Linked DNA regions of Zea mays: region 2 is linked to region 1. A link is a contact called in public Hi-C data. All regions are on one chromosome and are shown on one strand. Each heading gives the region's core, a stretch centred on a gene start, on an enhancer-like site or on the middle of the called end of the contact. The rest is flanking DNA. Distances are from core to core; before and after follow the strand shown. Region 1 holds the start of LOC103638537 (Extra-large G-protein-like). Region 2 holds the start of LOC100272604 (putative DUF231 domain containing family protein).

The links. A called contact is a pair of places that touch in the nucleus more often than the background predicts.
Region 2: a contact with region 1 is called in a Hi-C map of ear, with 2.1 times the contacts expected there. The contact joins the promoter of LOC100272604 here to the promoter of LOC103638537 in region 1. A contact is called at or near these places in 2 of 25 Hi-C or Micro-C datasets (ear and endosperm).

The regions. Positions count from the first base shown.
Region 1 is chr9:63,340,805-63,344,926 of Zm-B73-REFERENCE-NAM-5.0, forward strand. LOC103638537 (Extra-large G-protein-like) reads left to right here and starts at 2,328. Exons shown (of 5, transcript XM_008661424.2): 1 at 2,328-2,770; 2 at 4,010-4,122. The coding sequence starts at 2,635.
Region 2 is chr9:63,698,369-63,702,729 of Zm-B73-REFERENCE-NAM-5.0, forward strand. LOC100272604 (putative DUF231 domain containing family protein) reads left to right here and starts at 3,093. Exons shown (of 4, transcript NM_001147067.1): 1 at 3,093-3,575. The coding sequence starts at 3,332.

The DNA.
Region 1 (4,122 bases), core at 1,078-3,577:
GGGGGCGTTATATTTACGTGCACTAACCTCGACTGGGCACTAAGCCCTTTATAAAGCCTACTGCGGGAATGGCGAGCGCCTCTGTTTCGCAACAAGGCATCCTTCGCAGAGCTGGTTCATCTGCTTGATCGGCGGCAGACCCACCACCATTTCCTCCTTGACAAGTTTCTGAAGTGCACGGAAATTGAAATGGTCGTATCTTGCGTGCCAGTGCAGAAACACAAGGGAATTGAAAGAAAACATTTTTTATATTTAAAGTAGAGGAACATATAAAATCTTATGCCGGAGAAAACTTAATTTGCTACACATAGAAGACAACGACATGGAGTTAAAAATTTTACAGGGCAGAAACACAAGTGAATTTGAGGTCAGCCTGAATGGCTGTTTGGTAGAAGCACCACCCGAGCCCGTGGAAATGCGTGTCGTGGCGTGGTTGAGCCACTTCTGCTCGCCCCATAGAAAAATATACGAGCACCAGTGCTGGGTAGGGTAGGCCATCCTTGCGTAAATTTCTTGCCAACCCGTGCGCACAGCGCATGCACCAGCCCGGCTTCGTCGTCACCGAGCGGGAAGACGAAAGCCGCAGTCCGCACTGCAGAGCAGCGGCCGCAGCGGGAAAAGCTGCATGTCCGAGACAGAGAGGCCAAGATGGCCCGTGAGCGTGACGATCCAAATTAAATTCGCACCCACCTGACTTCCCTCCGCCGCGCTCTCTGCCTCTACCAGGCACCAGCCCCGCGCTGTTTTCTCCTCTCCCGAGTTATTTGAGTTTGTAACATTCTCGTCGCGCGGCTTCGCCAATTTATTACTCCGCAGCTGTGCTTCGCCAGTTTGGTATTATGGAGCACACAAACGTGCCAGATTGGGACTGTTAGTCTTCCGCCCTATATAACCGTCTGTTCTCTTACGCTTGATGAAGGTTATGTACTCCTATGTACTAATCTACCCCTAGCCGCGAGAAAGAACAGACGGTGCCCGCGCAGCGGACTGCCTCCTGGTGCCCGTCGCCGTAGCCACGGCGGTCACCACGATCACCGCCGCCACTCCAGCGAACCGACAAGACGTCGCCGCGCCGGTACCCGCGTCCGTGCCCGCGCGGCCGCGCGCGGGGTACGCCAACTCGCCGGCGGCGGAGTGCGCATCCTGGCGGGGCGGTTCGTGAAGACGGTGCTGCGGACGCCGCAGCTGTTCGCGGCGCGGATGGCGCAGTCGGTGCTGGTCGGCGCGTTCCTCGGCAGCATCGTCCTGGGCACCACCGACCTGCAGTCCCGCCTCGGCTTCTTCGCCTTCAACCTCACCTACCTGCTCACCTCCACCACCGAGGCCCTGCCCGTGTTCCTCCACGAGCGCCGCATCCTGGAGCGGGAGACCTCCCGCGGCGCCTACCGCGTGTCCTCGTACGTCACCTCCAACGCCGCCGTCTTCCTGCCGTTCCTCCTCGCCGCGGCGGTGCTGTACGCGGCGCCCGTGTACTGGCTCGTGGGCCTGGCGCGCGAGCCCGCCGCCTTCGCCTACTGCGCGCTCGTCGTCTGGCGCGTTCGAGGCCCTGTGGTGAACGAGTACAGCGGCGCGCGCGGCGCCAGGGAGTGCCTCGCCTCGGCCGGCGGCGCGGGGGGACTCTGCGTGCTCGACGGCGCGGGGCTGCTACGGCAGCAGGGGATGAGGGAGCGCATGCGGTGGAGCAGCTTGGGCGTCATGCTCGGCTTCGTGGTCGGGTACAGGGTGCTCTGCTTCGTCATCCTCTCCTTCAGGTGCCACCGCACGGGGAGGTGAGTACGGGAGAAAGGCCGGAAACCATGCCAGTGGCGGACATTTGGCCATTGGCATGCAAGCAAACTGCAAATAGTACTGATTGGATTTCACCTCATTCTCCTCCTTCCTTTTCGTGATTTTATCGACGAGACATCGATTCGAATTAGGCAAGTGAGGCTCAGTTTGGTCTGCAATGGTGCGTGTCGTGCAGGCTCGCCAGTGCGACGACGGCGGCGAGCAGCAGGCACAAACGCCTGGGCTGAAGCTACTGGTGGAGGACGCGAAGCGCGAGCACGGCGTCAGGTACGTGTACGTGTGGCACGCCATGGCGGGGTACCGGGGCGGCGTGAAGCTGGCGGCGGAGGGGATGGAGCACTACGAGAGCGCGCTGGGCTGGGGCTGGCTACAGCAGCGCCGGCAGGGACAAAATTGACTTTTACCGTAGCTCATAAAAAGTTACAGAGGGTGAAAGATTAATAGTTCCAATCTGGCGTGGATGTGTGCTTCATAATACCAAACTAGTGAAGCACAGCTGCGGAGTAATAAACTGGCGAAGCCGCGTGACGAGAATGTTACAAACTCAAATAACTCCTCCTCTCCCCCGGCTTCAGCGGTTCAGCTCCTTCACATACTGACGTACACATCTCCTCGCCGAGGTTGCTCCGTCCGGTGGCCAGACCGTGGTTCTTGGCGCTCTTGGTTGGTCGGGGTCCTTGGCAACCGGACGTCTGGTGTTCCTGTTTCGACCTTGAACTTCTTGGGGGTGGGGTTTTGGGGGCGTCACCTCCCTGTTTGTTTCTTGGGTTGATGTGGCGGCGGCGCTTCCTGTGACCGGAGGGGCCAAGGAGGTGGGACTTTTTCGGTGAAGGGAAAACTGCGGGAATGGAAGGCGAGGCAGCGGCGGCCGAGGCGGTGGCGCGGATACGGCTGGTGCGGTGCCCCAAGTGCGACAAGTTCTTGCCAGAGCTGCCCGCCTACTCCGTCTACGTCTGCGGCGGATGCGGCGCCACTCTCCAAGGTGCGGTCTTACTCTTTCCTGCAAGCTAGCACAAGATTTGGTTTAATCCCCTGTACTCCGTTGCCCAGCAGTCCAGCATCCCAAATGGATTTCATCTCTGAGTGACTGACATCTGCAAGGCAGCAGGAGAGAGACTTAAAATTTCGGTTTGAATGCCTTCTCTGGTTTGTAGAACTAATGTAAACTTCTTTTTTGGAGAAAAAAATTACTTCACTTCTTATGGGCCAATGTAATATGCTAGACCTTTCAGGAATTGTTTAGTCCACCCCAGGAGCACAATCTAAACTTTTATTTTTTCCAAGAAAGCCTTACTCCATTTTTGCAGGATCAAGTTTGAATTTATGTTTCTTGGGAAATGTTTGCTCCATTTCTAGAAGCAAACGTAAACATTTCATTTGCTTTTAGGATAACTTAGGAACAAATTGAAATTCTTGATGTGTTTCTAAGTTATGTTCTGAAATTTTGTAGCCTCCTTTGAAGAGCATATTATCATCCTTCAGATTTGAAGTGGAAGAACCATGGCCCTATTTTCTTGCACACACAAAAAAGTAAAGCTGAAAATCTAGCCTGTGCCGTGTTGTGCTGGCGAGCGGATCCTCCGCTGTAAGTGCATAAGTGCAATGGGTCAGTGACGTGTGGGTCCGGCCTAGGCCTGAGCCCACACGTCAGTGACCAAATGTAACTGCGGAGGGTCTCCCTTCACCGTAAGGGCTTGTTCGGTTCAACCCCAATCTATATGGATTGAAGGGGATTGAGTCGGTTTCAATCCCTAGTAAGTCAAAATCCCTCCCAATCTATATCAATCCCCTCCAATCCATATGGAACGGAAATAACCGAACAAGCCTAATAGGGTCATTTGTAGCTGTTGTTACTTCTTAAATATATTGCATTGGGATTGAAAAAAACATAAGTTGAATTTGACCTATACATTGTAAATTAGTTGATTCAGTTATTTGCATACCCAATATACCCTACCATCAGAGTGATTAATTTAGGATTTTTGCTGCATTCTGGTGATTTAGTCCCCGGTTGTAGCTAAGGTTCCTTTTGAGGTCAACGAGGAGCCAAAGTAATGCCTTTGGCCAGTCTTGCAGAACTAGTCTTCTTTGGCTCATCGTTTTGAGCTCCTTTTTAAATATCACAATATGATTTGGTAGTCATTAGCATTCCTTTTTTAATGGCTAATTTAACTGTCATAAAGTGGAACAATAACATCTTCCTATGCTGAAAATTTTACAGCAAAGAAGAAGAATTCAGCCCAATCTTCAGATGATGCTGACAATGGAAATGTGAAATACCTTGAAGTACTGGAGTGTATTCCACAGGCATCTGCAAGAAAACATGGAGCTAGT
Region 2 (4,361 bases), core at 1,843-4,342, 360 kb after region 1:
GGATTTATGTGAGAATTCATTCTCCGTCGATCATTAAGTTTTAGAATATCTTCATGAGAATCTATTTACGGCCCGTACGCTTGCTTGAATCATGAGCTTTTCCAGGCATTAGGGGGAGATTTCAAGTACCAAAAATGAATGCCAGGAAATTGTAATGAATGCAGTAAGCATTCAGGCTCAGAATCACGTACTAAAACTGAACCTTTGGGTTCGAATGATTTGCAAGAAGTTGCAAATTAACTGCCATGTGCATTTACTATGAGGTGTCACTAAAATTAATCCTACGTGGAAGTGCCAGAAAGAGTGGTTAAATAGAACACCACTCAACTCCCTATTACAATGATGTTGTAAATAAGAGGGGGATAAGTATGGTCACAAATTGGGATTAAGATGCTTGCAAGCAGCTGAAGGCTAGACCTTCTAAGATAGTAAATGCAGACCAACTATTCGTTGGTAACCAACCTAGTGTTGGTAGACACCTAGAGGATATGGATTATCATGTGAATGGAAGACATTCACAACCTAGCTCAGTGCGCACTGATGAGGCTAGGTCATCGGAAGCCCTTGATTCTCGTTTTGGGATTTCACGACGAATCATATGGGTACATAAGAAAATGACTTCATGTCAACTGAAGAATTGTGTTATTTAAAAGCTACAAGTGTCGACACATACATCTCAGCAATTGTATATGCGCTCTAAGTGATCCAAAAGACTATGGCCATAGCAGAGCATGAGTATGCTCAAAATGGATCTTGTTGAGTGATACAATGTTGCAGAGATAGCCTTGCTCACCGGAAAGAAGTGTTAACTTATTTTCACTTCAAGGTATCTTACTGTGGATACAAGTTTGTTTTCATGGACTTGGAAACAATGAGGTGGTGAGAAAGCATGGCTAGTAGCAACTGGGTTTATACGCAAACCCAAGCATTATTTTAATGCTATAAATTCTCCTCTACTGTGAGTAGTTAAATTCCGATACAATAATATGGGCAGTAAATCATCTATCTGTGCAGTTGATAGATGTAGTGACAACATGTGCATATGTGGTCACTGGATTATGGTATTTATGGAGTTTTGAAGGATTCCAAATACATAATCACCAATCACAAATTTGCAATGCTTGGAAAGTCTTTGTGACTTAGAGCATCCTGGTCAAATATGGTACATTTGACCTAGTGAATCCTTCCTTCTGAAAGGATACACAAAGTATGGTATGTTCAGTGTAAATATGTGCAACATATTTTAAACATACATTACTTATCGACGGAGTTCGAGATAGAGGATATGAATTGAAAGAGATTTTCAATTCAAACTAAACTATCTTGAGTATCTTGGATACAAAGTTGTCTATATCCAACGTATATTGAAGAAATTCAATATAATGGAATCATAGTCATTTGATTCTTTTAGATCATGAGATGTGCTATTGTATCTTGCAAGAGCACCCGGCCGGATATTGCTTTGCAATGATTTGCTAGCTAACAGCACATGAGATCGAGTTATGATCTCCAGGTGTACTCATGCTCTCCTTATGTTTGGATATATTGATCTTGGATATCTATAGAAGATCCCCAGGTACAAGATCAATGACATACTTCTGGTAAGTTGGACCTACTGTTTGATAAATGTTAATCAACAGAGATTAATGGTCACTTACACTAATCATTCTATAGTACACTTCGTGGGATTGTACAGAATGATATACTACATACAGAGGGTATGTGGTGGTCATGATTTTATATCAGTGACCTTATTATCTATGAAGATAATATTACTTTGTGTTGTTTAGATGAAAAACAAGTTACGAACTAAGTCTCTACTTACTCCACATTTTAGATATGTTTGAGAGCAGGTATGGGATGACTTAGTGTTTTGTAAAGATCAGGGGGAGTTTCCCTCTTGATCGAAAGAACTTGTTTATACATCATGTTGTACTCTTTTCTTCGCATGAGTTTTTCCCTGCTTGGGTTTCTCATTCAAAGTTTTTAACGAGACAACATCAACACAAGGTCTATGTCGTATCATCTATTTTTCCCGTAGAGGTTTTCGAGGATGATACATTATGACATAGTTATTGTTGTATTTGAACTAGGATATGAGTTTATATCCCTAGAGTTCAAATGGATCAACAATAGAGTATGACTACTCTCCTTATTTTTCCCGTTGGGTTTTTAAGGAGACTCGGCTGATATGTTGATTTCTCAGATTTTCTGACTAGATTATCTTGGAGAAATATTAGCCTGAGTTATATGTCTCATCATTTATTTTTCCCACTGGGGTTTTTTTTGAGATGATGGCTATAGACATATTATTGTTCTTTGGGCTAGAGGTCCATTGGAGAACAACGTACCATGATTCGATTGAATCACCGACAATTATCTATAAGGATAATTGAGCTTGTGTTGTTTAGATGGAAACAGGAAAATAGAGATATGAATATCTTGCAAACAAAGTCTTGTGATAATCTTGTTGATCTATTCACAAAATCTCTACCATACTCAACGTTTTCAGAAATGTGTTGAGGTGATTGGTATGAGAATACTTAAGTGCTTGCAAGGATCAGGGGGAGTAATTCTCCATGATATTTGACCTGTTTTGAACCATCATATTACACTCTTTTCTTTGTATGAGTTTTGCCTTATTGAGGTTTTCTCATCCAAAGTTTTTAACGAGGTAATACTAAGCTATATGCTTCATCATTAACTTTTCCCCACTGGGGTTTTTATGAATGATGATTACAGGCATATTTTTCTTTTGGAGGTCAGTGTGAGTTCTACTCATAATTCAAAAGACATTGTGTACTCCTTATTTTTCCCACAGGGTTTTTGAGAAGATAATATATTGGAAGACAACTTGCAGATGATCAAATGGATTTGGATTGATCAAGGGGGAGTGTTACAAATTATTGTATTTGTGATCAATCCAAGAGGTGCGACCGATAATTCCCAAGAGACACACCCCTTGGGAACTCACCCCTTCATATGTATATAAACATAATCCCTGCTGTAATAAAGATACAACTGTCATGTGTCTTTCTCTGAACTCTCTTTACCACTGAGTACTTCAACACGGTGAAAGCCCCTGGGGGCGCCTAGTGCAAAGCCTGCCGCTCCTTGTTGGCAGCTTCGGCTCGCCTTCACTACCAGGCGGCCAGGCGGGACCCCACATAATTCCATAGTCTAACCTGCCAACCACTTCCACCGCCACCGCCGAGCGCGGTGGCACCGACACGACACACGTAGCTGCAGACCTGCAGTGCCAGCACGGCTGCCAATCCCTGCTGGCGCTGTTCCCGGCTCCGAGATCATTTGGACTCGGCACTCGGCAGGGATGGGGATGGGGACGGAATGGCCGCCGACGCCTGCGCAGCAGAGGAAAGCGGTGGTGAGCGCCGGGTCGGCGCTGAAGCTGGTACTGTTCGTGATTCTCGCGGGCCTCGCACTGCGGCTGCTGGTGGGGCCCCCAGCCTACCTCCTGCCGCCCACCGCCGCGCCAGAGGGGGCCGCTCGTCTTTTCGCGGTGCCGGAGAGGGAAAGAACCGCCGGCGGCGGCGGCGGCGGGATACCTTCCGTCGGTGAGCGGTTCTTGGAATGCCTTTTTTATGGCACTTTTCCTTTTTTTTGTCGTTTCTTGAAACAAGAGAAAGGATTGAGCCGTGCTTTCTCACGGACACACGCTTTCCGCCTTTCCCATGGGATTTGCAGCATGGAAAGATGATCGTTTTGTGTTACCAGAATCTGGAGTATTGATGATTGTAGCCCAGAAGAACAGTAGCAGAATTAGGAATATCTCAAGTGCGAAAACTACGTTTGAATCGAGATGCTTATACAATGGGTTGTTGGTTGAACACCAGAAAGGATATTAAATGTGCATGCTAAATTATTAAAAGATCCGAGGATTCTCAGAATTACTCCAAAGATGTGCTCCATATTAATTTAACATCCTCTGATGACGGGGTATCTTGATTTGTTTAATTCTCAGTGAGGACTGCGTTTGCGTGGATCCCCTGGCTTTACTTTTGTTTAATTTGTTATATACTTGTTCTGTTTTACTCTAGATGAATGTTCTTCCACATTCCACTTCTGTGGCATTTCTTATTTGCATGTATTTGATCAAGAGAACAGCAGACTGCAGAGGGGGGATGGAGGTGTTCGATTGACCACTTCCATTAGTTTAGTGGTACGGCTAAGCTTTTCTACATCCTGTATGGAAAGGTGGCCAGGTGGGAGCCTTTTCTTTGGGGTTCCATATAAGGATCTTATTAGGTCTTGTTTGGCTGCACTTCAATCCACCCCAATCCACACGGGTTTGAGGTGGACTGGGGTGCAGCCAAACAAGTCCTTACATGGATCTTCAAATG